2 separate regions of the Mus musculus genome follow, and region 2 is linked to region 1. Evidence: chromatin contacts called from public Hi-C data. All regions are on one chromosome and are shown on one strand. The core of a region is the stretch at or near the end of the contact, and the rest is flanking DNA. Distances in the headings are between cores, read along the strand shown. Region 1 overlaps Zhx2 (zinc fingers and homeoboxes 2). Region 2 overlaps Derl1 (Der1-like domain family, member 1).

Evidence for each region. Hi-C and Micro-C count contacts between places; a contact is called where the count stands out from the background.
Region 2: a Hi-C map of muscle stem cells shows a contact between it and region 1, with 1.8 times the contacts expected there. A contact is called at or near these places in 3 of 39 promoter capture datasets (embryonic stem cells, liver and second pharyngeal arch cranial neural crest), 35 of 484 Hi-C or Micro-C datasets (B cells, DN3 thymocytes, LSK cells and 17 more) and 12 of 130 datasets of targeted methods (the HPC-7 cell line, the NIH/3T3 cell line, PVALB interneurons and 8 more).

What each region holds. Positions count from the first base shown.
Region 1 is chr15:57,708,567-57,715,017 of GRCm38.p6, reverse strand. The region is part of intron 1 of Zhx2 (zinc fingers and homeoboxes 2); the gene reads right to left. Among named protein-coding and RNA genes, the nearest start is that of Zhx2, 17 kb to the right of the region's middle.
Region 2 is chr15:57,875,851-57,882,301 of GRCm38.p6, reverse strand. It overlaps Derl1 (Der1-like domain family, member 1), which reads left to right. Exons shown (of 8, transcript NM_024207.4): 3 at 2,238-2,302; 4 at 3,227-3,253; 5 at 3,722-3,817; 6 at 4,832-4,884. Among named protein-coding and RNA genes, the nearest start is that of Derl1, 13 kb to the left of the region's middle.

The DNA.
Region 1 (6,451 bases), core at 1,173-3,672:
GAAAGTCAAAGGTCCAAGTCATCGGGTAGAGATCCCAGCTCTCCTTCGCCACTGTGAGACCAGAGCGAAAGACAGTCCTGAGCCTCAGGCTTCCAGCCTGCAGAATGGGGCAAGGGCAACCCTCACCGTGAATATAGCTTGCATGTCTCAGTGTATCTAGCAGGGTGTCTGGCTGGCCTCATTAGGCATGGGTCAATATTGGCCGGTATACCAGCTCTTAAATGGGACAGTCTTTCTCCCAAGTCCCAGGCCAATCCCACTCTGGCTCCTTCAGGCAGAACTTCCAGCCTTGTCATCTAGTTCTTGTCTAGTTCTTGGGCTTTTTGTTTTGTTCTGTGGTTTTGTTGTTGTTTTGTTTTTGTTTTTTCTTTTTGCTCTTGCAGATCCTGTTTAATCCTGCCTGTCTATAAAGCAGTTCATAAACTCTCTTGGCATTGTGTATGGCACTTCTTTCTTGGATACCTGACTCAGCTGCCTCTACAGTACTCCATGGTGTAGGCAGTGTTTATGAGTTTTTTCTAATGTGTGCTTGTAATAAAGCCTGTTTGTGTCCATTTCCACAGATGGGAAAACAGAGGTATAAAGGCCAATGGAACACTATAATTAAGGAAGGATCATAATATTTTGTGAGACAACCCTGAGAAGTGTGGTCTTCTGTGGTGCCCAGTTTTACAACAGGATTTAGTTCTAGCTGTCCGGCACAGTGACTTGCTTGTCTGGACTACCTTCTCTTATTGGACTTTCTCCGTGCTGGCCACCAGTGGTCCTCCCCTTATCAAAGAACTGTTTTAGGACAGTCTTTGCCTTGGGGTCTGCTCCTAAGAAGCCTGAATCCAGACAATCATGGTATCAGAGCACAGAAGAGCTTGGGGTAACTTTCTTGGTTGGGGTAGGGTTTCTCTTTGTAGCATCTGCCTTGCTCATGGGGACCCACAAGCCTCCCATCCAGTCTCACCTCTGCACATGGCACGAAGTGATGCAAAGAGTGAATGATTTTCAAGAGGCAGACCTGGCTTTGCATCAGGTGACTCTGGGGGGCATTAGGTAACTCCCTGGAGCCTAGTTTTCTCCCCTGGGAAATGGCAGCAGCACCTACTGTGAAGAACTGTGTGGATTAGCAAGTGTGAAAATATGAGCGGAACACCTTCCACAGGGGTGCAGGGTGTCTGGTGCCTGTTGGGGGCAACCAGCTTGCTTTGCATTCTAACTGCCATCTGCACCTGGCACCTAGACACGGGAGGCTCCTAGGGTCACACTCTCCATGTCTTCCCACTCTAGGCTTTGCTCCTGCTCCTGGCACAGCAGCAAAGACTTGATGTTTGTTGGATGAGTAACAAAAATGAAAGACTCCCTCCAGAGAACCCACCCATGAGTGATGATGGAGTTTCTGGAACATTCCTTCACTGCTCAGTCTTAGTCTCGAGTCCCTACAGGGATGCAAGCATTGTTCTAATTGCTGACAATGCAGTGGCAACCAAAGCCCACTACGCGTCCTTCTCTGGGGTGGCTTACTATCCAGGGGGGATCAGAGAGCCTACAGGAAGGCCTCCAGACTGATTTGGGACACTTTTCGAAGAGTTTCCACACCCAAGAGAGTCAGGTTTAATGATTAAGGTATGGTCAGGTATGAAAGGGGTTTCTAGAAACTTCTTAGGTGAGTGCAGTGTGCTGCCAGGTAGAGAACTATTGGGCCAAGGGAAAAATAAGGACCATTACAGAGAGTGGAGAGGGATGGGAAGACAGAAAGGGGAGTAATTTGGACCCGGGGTCTTAGTGGGACGTTTTCACACTTCCAGGGGGCTAGACACAATCTGGAGTTTCTGGGGGAAAGTGAAGAGGCTAGGGCACCGCTCCTAAACACCAGCTCACAGCCGAGGCCTAGGACAACTCCAGAACAAAGACCCATCCAAGCCAAGCAGTCCTGGGCTTGGGTATGGGTTATAGGATAGATGAACATGACTTAGGGACCAGTTAGAGAGCATCCTGTTTGGGGGAGAGCTGAGACTTGGATGTCACAGTAGAGAAAGCTCCAGCAAAAACCTGTGAAGGAAGGGGAAAATCCCTGTCTCTCAAGTGGGAACCCTCAGCAAAAAGATGATGCCCCACCTGCCCGCCTAAGAGAGGGGCTACACTTGTGCTGGCCATAGTCTTTTGGGACTGTCTGGGGCTGGAAAGAGAGAAGGTTGGAGTTACTACGCTGTTTTTAGTTTTCTATCTTCACTTCCTTCCCAGTCTCGCAGCAGGAGTGGGGTCAAGAGGGTGGGGGTCATTTATATATCCTCAATATCATCTTCTGACTCAGCTCCCCTGTAGTTACCACCCCTTGATCCCCAAGAGTTCTGACTCCAGGAGTGGCGGAGTTCTCCAGAGAGATAGCCTGCTACTCTCCTCTAGCCCTGGAAAAAATGACTTCCTGAGAGAAACTGGGATCCACGGGGCAGTAAATACACATTGCATTCCAGAAGGGGAGGAGGGAGGGCCCTGTGGCCAGCTCCTCAGTACGCATGCGCCCTCCCCTTACAGTGACCCACTCACTTTTCCATCCAGGCTCTGGGACTGAGAACTTGCCAGCCTTTTCTTTCCTCTCCACCCCCTGCCACCCTTTCTTTTTCCCTTTCTAGCACCTTCTCCTTAAATCGGTTACAGACAGTGCTCTGGAACGCACTGGCTTGGACCTGCAGAAGGCATGCAAGGCAGTTGGCTTGCTCAGCACTGTGCAGGCTTTCCAAGGAACCGTCAGGACAGATTCGGCTCCACAGGAACAGTTTAGGTGGCAAGTCAAGTTCTCTTACAAGAATTCCAGAAAGGCTTAAGTCAACTGGTTACTCCCAAGAACTTGGGAGCCAATGGACTTCTGATAGGCTAGTCCCACCTGCAGATGCCTGTCAGTTTGAACTGGGCAGAGCCAGCCCGATGGGTAGCCCACTGAGAAACAGGATTCAGAGCCCAGAAGGCAGGTGGGGGAAACTTAGGCCACGGAGGGGTGAATGACTAGCTCAAAGACAGCAGCAGGATGGAGGAGTTGGCTTCCGCTCTCCCAAGCCCTGCCTGTTCATGAACTTCTCTCGGGCTGTGTGCTCCATAGTAGAAAGTTCCACGACAGCATATCCAAACAGAGAGAGGGTGGGCCATTAGCTACAATCCTACTTCAAACAACGCATTTTGGGGACGGTGAGAGGATACAGTAAATATTTGTGTCTCTTAAGATCCTGAATTTACTTTCTGAAATAAAAACACCCATCATGTTCCCCAGACTCCCCCCCCCCCAATTTAATAAAATAAACTCCATATCAAAATATTGCTCATTAGAAAAGCTGTCAATCTCAACCTATAAAATTCATCTCGTCTTTACAAAAGGAGTCATCATGGGAGAGGTGCAGGAATATGTTGACTTAAGTAACTATCCTATTAAAAATGATAATTTGCCCAATAGGTCCTGAGACTTTTATTACATATATCCAAAATGAATAGATAATTAGCAATAATGAGCCCCTGACTGATAACCTAGGATTTGGGGTGCTTTACAGATTTGCTATTAAACAAGCCTCCAAATGCTATACAAATGTATAGCTTTTTCCATTTGCCAAAAGTCGGGACGGACAGAGTGAGGCGTCTACAAATGGGAACTCCACAAAGCAGACCACCAGGTTGCATGTGTGTCTGCGGATGCCAAGGTTGTGCAGAGAGTCCAAGCAATGTCCTAGCAGTGTGTGCACCTGTCTACATGTGCAGAGTAATTCCAGATGTGGGCTTGATTTTGCTTGCATGTCTTCCAGGCAAGCCCCCAACATGCATCGGAAATGAGGAAAATTCTCTCTGTTCTTGCCTGCCTCCCTCCCTTCTCTCCTTTCCCCCACTCTCCCTCCCTCCCTCCCTCCCTCTCTGTCTTCTCCCGGGAAAAGACTTGGCTTGTAAATGACCACCCGCTACTCTCATGATTAACTCCAGCATTGCCTTTGGGGTTACCAACAGCACAGGGTACAAAGATGTCTCATCTGTTGCCAGGACAAATCACCAGTGTGCCAAGTCTCCAACTGCTTATATCTCAGATAAGGGTCACTGTGGGTCCATCAGCATTGAGAAATTCCATGAATATGCACTAAGCGCCCACCTTGCGGAAAGGGTGGCCACTGCAGCCTGGGGGCTTGGCTGTGCTGTCTGGGACTGAAGAGGCCAAGGGTTACAGGCAGGTCACCAGATGCCTTAGGGATGATTACCAGAGCAGAAGAGCTGGGGCCACCAGGATTCTGGCTATGGCTGCTGCGTAGATATAGGACAGAGGAAGGGACATGGGCTGAGATGGAAGGGATATAATGATGACCTGCTTCTTTGGCTCTCAGGAACAAAGTCTGTAGGGCAGACTGTTTCCAGCTGTACCACCTGTAGGAGGAAGCAAATGCATTCTCTGCTCTCGAATGCTGCTTCAGATACCTGCTACTCCTTCAGAGGAAAGGTGCTGGGGGCAGGCAGACAGAACTCTCTTAGATTCTCAGGAACAAGACTGCTTCCCACACCCGAGGATGCAATCACACTGTCTAAGCTTGCCAGCGAGAGAGGCCCAGACCAGAGGTGCCTTTCCTGGCTTCCCAGGGGGCTGATGACCTCTCAAGTTCTCTGATTCTGCTGCGTAATTAAACCAGTCCCATTAGCTGGGCAGCATGTTTTACTATTTAAACCATGTGATAAAAAAAATCCATGGACTTTAGGCTGGGGAGATGGCTCAACTGGCAGAGTGCGGGTACAAGCACCTGGGTTCGGATCTCCAGACCATGTAAGAGGCCAAGGGTGGAGGAACACGCTACGGCCCAGTAATGGGTGGGGCAGAGCACTGGCTAGCCAGCTTAGTCAAATTGATGATCTATTAATAATTCCTTGTCTTGGGCGGGTGAGATGGCTCAGCAGTTAAGAGCGCCGACTGCTCTTCCAAAGGTCCTGAGTTCAAATCCCAGCAACCACATGGTGGCTCACAACCATCCATAACAAAAATCTGATGCCCTCTTCTGGAGTGTCTGAAGACAGCTACAGTGTACACATATATAATAAATAAATAAATAAATAAATAAATCTTTAAAAAAAATTCCTTGTCTCAAATAATAAAGGAAGTAATTAAGAAAAGACTCCTAATACTGACTTTAGGTCTCCAAAGCATGGGCACCTATACACACTCAGACTAACAAGTGCATGCCACACACACACACACACACACACACACACACTTATTTATAGCCTATGTTGACCTAGAATTCATTATGTAGCTCAGGATGTCCCAAATAATAATTAATAACACATTTCTTTTTTCTTTCCTAGTCTCTTTCCTATCCATCGTTTTAAATAATTATCTTTTTCTTTTGGTTCTTTATTTCTTTCCTTTTTATTTTCAAGTCAGGGTTCTTTGTGTTGCCCTGGCTGTCCTGGAACTCACTCTGTAGGCCTCAAACTCTGCCTGCTGCCTACACCACTACCACCAGGCTAAACATCTGTCTTCAGCAGAGAACTTGGCCTGAAACTCTGATATTAAAAACCAAACAAGAAAAGGAATCACAAGGTTCTAGCGCAGGTTCCACTGGCAAACATTTAAGGCTGGACACAGTCTGCTCTTCTGAGACAGATCTTACAACTGTGATTGGTCCCTCGAGTCTTGCCAACAGATGAGAAGACAGTCCTGGGTCACTGTCAGTCCTGGACACTATAGGTAGAGAGGAGAAGCAAAAGAAAATGGTCTAAAGTGTCACAAGGGCAAAAAGTGATTTACGGGGCATCCTTTAATGCCATAAAGAGGAAGCTTCACTGTACCATTTATACAGAGCGGTACTATGAAACCATCTAACCTGGAGACACTTCATACTAGCAATAGGACCCTGAGTAATTCAGAGGCTAGGGAGAGTCCACATTCCCCATCTTATAAAGCCACGGCTGGCTGGACTAGATGAACTTGAAGGCGGTCAGCTGACTGGTCACCACAGAAACCAGTGCAAAGTCGGTCACACACACACTGCCTGCTGGGTAGTCCCAGGATTGGCTGGTGGAAGAAGGCTTGCTGCCCACGTGGAACCCATCTGCCAGGCAACGTTTCAGAGCCAAAATCCAAACAGACAACCAACCCTTCCTGACCAGAGTGCTGAGCTCAAGGTTCGTTTTTTTTTTTTTAAAATTGGGTATTTATTTCATTTACATTTCCAATGCTATCCCAAAAGTCCCCCACATGCTCCCCCACCCACCCACTCCCACTTCTTGGAGCTCAAGGTTCTTAAGGGATCCTTTGAAGAAGAACTAAACAGATTTGAATGGAAAAAGACGTGTTTCATTTTGCCATTACGATAGGCCTAACATTTAATGTGGTACCTAGCATATAGCAATCCTGTGCTTGCTTCCTATAGGAACACCACACGCAGAAACAAGCCAAGCACCCAGAATCCCAACGGCCTCGGACTGACCCCAGAATGGCTGGTGG
Region 2 (6,451 bases), core at 2,567-5,066, 170 kb before region 1:
TAGGTCAGGTTTCTGAATCGTCCTTAAGAGTCTGCTCAAGTGTTTGAAAATTTGCCTCTGTCTCACAGCTGTTGCCACCAAGGCTGACAACCTGAATTCAATTTCCTGAAGCCCACATGGTGCAAGTGTAGACCTGACTCCCAGCAAGTTATCCTCTGACCTCTGTTTGTATGCACACTAATGTACATGCCCATACCATACACACACATACCGCCCCCCCCCAATAAATGTGCTAGGCCCCACCACCATACCAGAGCCCTCCTGAAGTGTACCAGGGCTCTCCTGCCTCCCAGAACCTTTGGGTTTCACTCTCCCTTGTTCAGTTCTTGGTGGTAGTGCTGAGTAGAGCAGTGAGGAGCAGTCGCTTAGCATTCTGCTCTTCCATTTCGTCTAAGTGATGATGAAGTTGTTGGAGTAGCTCTTACTTTAAACACCAGTGTAGTACATACTGGGTGAAGTGTGGCTGATCCGTGACAAGCTGTGAGCTTTTCCTATGGAAAATGTAAACATATACAGGGTCTTCTTAGAGAAAAAGACCAGTGAACCTTTTTCTTCTTACTGAGAAAAATTCATCTCACATCACATTTTAACCTTTTGTGAGCCTATGATTCAGTGTTTTTTTTTAACGCTTTTGTAACCATCACAGCAATTTAATTTCACAATGTTTTCATTAGCACCCCTGTAGTAGACCCAAAGTACCCCTCCCCCAGCTCCTGGCTATTACCAGTCTACTTCCTGTGTGGATTTGCCTGTGTGGGCCATGTTTAATGTAGTTTGTGACCAGCTTCTTTAACTCAGTGTTGGCTTTGTTAGTGCAGACTCCTGTTACAATTCACTCATATTGTGGTATATGTTGGTGTGAGTCTCCTTGACTGTCGTCCCCCCATCATATCTGGTTTTGTCTGTATCAGCGCTCTTGCCTTGGTTATTTGAAGCAGAATGTCACATATAATTCTCTTTCACTCATTGCTACCCAGCATAGCTCTGAAGTCAGGCCTTAAGGACTCTTTCTGATGTGGAGCTAGATCTGATATAATTGTGAGATTCTCTGGCCACCTTCTGCTCTTGTTTATCTGTGTTTTTGAGTCCATTTACCCACTTTATTAACTTGGTCAGATAACGTAAGCTGCTGTAATATTTTGTGTATGAAAAACAGGCAAGAGAACCTGCCGTGCTAGATGACTGGTTGGTTTTGTTTGCTTTTATCTTTAGAAGTTGCTTCCCTTTATTTCCAGTCAGAGCGCTCTGGAATGTTGAAACTGAGAGGCACTTTTGAAACAGTTTCTTTGAGATAAAAAGTTGCTCTCTTTATCTGTGGGTTCTGTGTCATGAGTCAGCTGCCTGAAACATTTGGAATAGCTGGAAAATAAGTCTACTGAACTTGTACAGTTTCCTCCTTGTCATTACTTATTAAACAACACATTGTAGCAACTGGTGGTACACAATTTACATTGTAAAAGGGACCATAGGGAATGTGATCTATCTTACAGTATAGGTCAGAATATCTAGGTTCTATGCAAATATTATACCATTTTATCTAAGGATTGTGGATATTTGTAGGTTTTAGTATACAGGGAAGCTCTCAGCTCCCATCTTCCATGGATTCCAGTGGAGGATGTTAATCTTACATCCCATCTAGCTTCCTCATTTGAGTTTAAATTCAGTTAATACGTTTGTAGAATTGTGCAGCCATTATCATAATCCATTTACAACATTTCTTTGCCTCTAAAGTCTATATCTGTTAGTATTGCCCATTTCCTTCAATCCATCTTCCATGCAAGCCATAGGAAACTTCTGTTCCCTTTCTGCTTTTTAGAGTCGCCTGTACTAGTAATTTCTTGTAATAATTGTGATAGGATCATACCATCTGTGATCTTTTGTGACTGTTTCTTTTACTTAGTGTCATTTTAAGGTTCTCCTACGTAGCATGTAGATGTAGTTCATCCCTCATTGTTGTCAGTTATATAGATAATGTTGATGGGCCCTTGGTTTAATCCATTTCGTGGCTGCCGTGACTAGTGCTGCTGTGAGCATTGCCGTAGAGAGGAGTCGTCCACGCTATCCTGCTTAGTCCTCTGTTTTGCAGATAGGTGCTCCTATGTCCCAAAGGTCACACTTTTTGTTTTAAAGAAGTGATGTTAAATGTCTTCAGTATTATTTTTAAAGTATTTTTCTCTGTAGAGGCTACTTTGTTCCCCAGTTCTAAAGCCTGATGTTTGCCTTGTGTTTGTTTCCAGGAGCTTTTGACGGGAGGCCAGCAGACTATTTATTCATGCTTCTCTTTAACTGGATCTGCATCGTTGTATCCTTCAGGGCTGCTCAGGCCATAATGAACTCCCTACTTCCCTTTTAAGGTTTTGGGAAATAGTATTCTAAAAACGATTTAAATCAGTTTTGATACCTTTTAAAAACTATAGTTAATAATGAGAATATCAGGTTCTGTCTTTGAAGCCAGGGTAAATCCCATGTTTTGGAGATGCCTTCTCTCACTGGAGTCTCTGGGATTTTTATCCATATTCAGTGGAATTTTATTGCTGTCTCCTTGAGCCCAGTTCTCTGTGTTCCCTGGGATGACAGTTTGTTGACTGAAGCACAGATATTCCATGCCAGCCACAAGACAGCTTTCTGGTTCTTTCCAGAAATTAATTTACAGCCAGCATCATTTCATGACTTCGTTGCTGTCCATCTTTTGGTCCTAAATAACAATCTAGTCCATAAAGCACCCCCCTCTGGGCATGGTCTATCTCTGTGTGAGGCACTATTGATAAGCAAACAGTTGGACCTGACGACTGTTTAAAGTTGATCAAGAGCCAGAAACATAAAGGCCTGGAATACTCCCTCTCCTTTAAGAGAATGGAGAAAAAAAAAAAAAAAAAAAAAAGCTGTCCCTGAGTGTAAGCATTTGTTTCAAATGCACAGATCTGTCTATCCTGTAGTTGAATGCTAAATAGTAAAATAGTAGTAGGGTGTAGAAGAAGATACCAGGTGAGCAGGTCATGGTGAGGCTGTTCATTTCCATGTCTCCTGCTCTACTGACTGTACTGGCGAGTGGATATTTCTGCAGTGATCAGAACTTTTGTGTGTTCCTATATCTTGAGTAATCTGATAGTTAGAAAGTGTTTTCCTTTGGAACAGTGTAGTGACGTTCACTGGAGAGAAATGAGCAGCTCAGCCTTGGTATCTATAGAATACTTTCTGCATATGATCCTTGACTTTACAAACCAAGATTACTGGCTTAGCAATGGATATGCAGGTAAGACTTTCAACTATTTGCCCTTCTGTATGTTTCAGAAGTTGGGATTACATTGAATGCATAGAATGAGAACTGATTATACTGTTAGCTAAGCCTTTGAGGCTCTTGTAGGCATATCTAACCATTGGCTTCCTTGTTCATTTCTGGCTTATGCTTGAATGCTCAGAGTAATGGTTATGCAGTATTTCCTGGGTGTGTGTGGGGTTATGTATTCATTGAAAATAGATTAGATAGTTAAGGAAAATATTTTTTTCCTTCAAATAACAGCTTGAACTGATGTTTCTGAGTTCATGTATTGATCATAGATTTTTATGGCATTCATTGTATGATAAATAATGCGGTTAGTTTGTGATTGTGACATTAGGGTTTCCTGTGCAGTTTGGGAGGTGGGCAGGATAGGCAGGCAGTCACATTAAGCCTTGTTTCGTGCCTGTGGCGCTGAGCTTCCTGTCCTGACTTCCTTTGCAGCTGCTGATGATCCCTCTGATCATGTCAGTGCTCTACGTCTGGGCCCAGCTGAACAGAGACCTGATCGTGTCGTTCTGGTTCGGAACGCGATTTAAGGTAGTTTACCTCTGAGGAATATATAGCTCAGTGGAACTTAGTCTGTGGTAATCTTGCCTGAGCTCAGATGTGTACCTTCTGACACTTCCAGAAGGGGTCGCTGCAGAGTAGTGTACCACAGGCAGGCGTCTGCCTCCCCCTCCTCAGTCCTGCTCCTAGCATCCCAGCATCCCTTGCTGTTGTTACTTCCAAACCCTCTAAGCCTCTTCAGGGATATGCCCCTCAGTGATCGTGTGTGTGTGTGTGTGTGTGTGTGTGTGTGTGTGTGTGTGTGTGTGTGTGTGTGTGTGTGTGTGTGGAGAGAGAGAGGGGTCGAGCACACAAGAGGGATTACAAGAGAGACAACATGCAGAAACCCGCGATTTCTAATCTTTTTGTCACTCCTGCACTTCCTATTAGGTGCCACATACTGTACCTAGAATAGCACCCCCTATGTTCCTGGAGTTTGCTGTTTTCTACCTGTAACGACGACCTGTAATTATAGAACTGAATGTTGCTTGAGCTCCTGGCTGGAGTTAGACTTGTCTAGTCTGCGGGCTACTACTTACCCCAGTTAGACTCATAACTATTTTTAAGCTCCCTTTTACTAGTTTCTGAAGTTCCATTGAAGTTCACTCAGCTTAAGTTTGGTCTAGGGTGTCAGATCTGGAACCCTAATATCTTGTTGGGAGACTGTTAGTTCAGGACATTCACACACAATGTTAGATAAAAATTCAAGTTAATTACTTATAACAATCGCTTTTGAAGTCTTCCAGTGGTTCTGTTTGGGGTGTTTTTACTGTCATCCATAAGATACTTGTTAGTTTCCTTGTGAATATTAACTTAGTAGGACAAATAAGTTTAGTTTTAGATAGGAAGATGTAAGTGCAGTAGGGCCGGCCTTAGATTTGAGAAATTTTGTAGTGACCTAGTGATTTCTGTAAAGCCCTGGTCACTACTTTCTCCCCATTTTCAGTTCCCCAGGTGCCATGTGTTTTCAGACTCGGCTGTTCACATCTGTGTCCTCTTTCCTAGGCCTGTTACTTACCTTGGGTTATCCTTGGATTCAACTATATCATTGGAGGCTCGTAAGTAATGTTAGATTTATTTATCTGGAGACTAATCCTTGGGAAACTTGATTCATTTTTATTTTCCTTTCTTAGGCTTTTAAAGACTTTAAAGACTGAGTGTTGATATGTTAGAACCTTAGAGAGAAAGGTGTTTGGATATAATTGGTTGCACTACAGGATGTAAGCACCTTTGACATTGGATGGCTATCATTTTGTTAGCTTGTCACTAGACACATTGTGTTTCTAGACCTATTTGTTTGAATAAATATATGCCTGTCTGGATTCAGTATCCATACTGGGCAAATACAGAACTTACTTGCCTTGGTTTGTCTTCGGATCTTATCTGGAAGATTACTGCTTGTTTTCAGACACTCCCAGAATGCCTTGGAAATGGCTACTGCCATAGAAATGGAGATTTCTAGATGAGAAGTACCTCTGTACATGGTTTGATGGTGTAGAACTTTGTTAGGCAGGGTCAAATTTCTCCTCCGTTGGTCTGGAGTTGGTACTGAGATGTAGGAAACCCTTTCATGTTTCCAGTCTTAAGTTTAGAGAGGGACCTTTTAGAAGGAGCTGTCTGGGGAGACCACACAGTGGTTAAGAGCAGAGATTGCTCTTGCAGAGGATCTAAGTTTGGTTCCCAGCACGCATGGTGGGCAGCGCACAACTGCCTGTAACCTTAGCTCCAGGGGTCTCTGATATCTCCAGCCCCTCTGTGCTTGTGCCCATGCTGTGTATACACATAGGCATGCACAACAGTTACAGATATGTATTTTAAATCTTTAAGAATGAGAAGAGCCTTCCTCTGCATGATAGGTGGCACACACCTTTAATTGCAGCACTTGGGAAGCAGAGGCAGGTGGGCCAGCCAGGGTTACATAGCTAAACCCTATCTCGAATAAACCAAACCCAAAACAAAACCCAAGGTAGAGATTTTAAGAGCTCTCATTTCTTTCTTACCAATTTTTCAAGAGTTAGTAGATTGCAAAAGTCCTAACCCTTCTTAGAGCCTGATGTATTGGAGCTAGATGGTCCTTACTACTCCTGTGTATTTCCAGAGAGAAGTGAGTGGCCTGAAGAGAAGGACATTGTAGAGCTTAGCACCTTTTGACATTGGTCAGCCTCTCTCGGCTCCCCTACTACTCGGGCAGAGTGTGGGAAGTTGCAGGTGTTCGTTTGCTCCGGCAAGAATCACGTGGGTAAAGATGGAAGAAGGATATGTAAATAGCAGCCGTGGCTGCTGCAGGTGCCTGTGTGAGCCTGGGAGACCTGAAGAGTCAGTACTGACTTTAGGATGCAGGGCAAGGCTCAGCAGTCCTAAGTGATCTCTGTGTGTCTCATCTCACTGACAGCGATGCAAGAGAGATGCAAACCACAGCTCCAGAAATGTGGGAGCAGTGGTTGCTGTCCATCTTCCTCCCTCCCATGCTCTTCTCTTGGTAGTCTGCGTATTTGTCTGTTTTACAAACATCGTGTGTGTAGGCAAGAGCTCAGAAACTCACTCGCGTTGCGCCTGCCCCACCTCCTGAGACATACTGGAATAAAACTAATGTTTTGAGGATGGACTGGGGTCTTGGAAGAGATG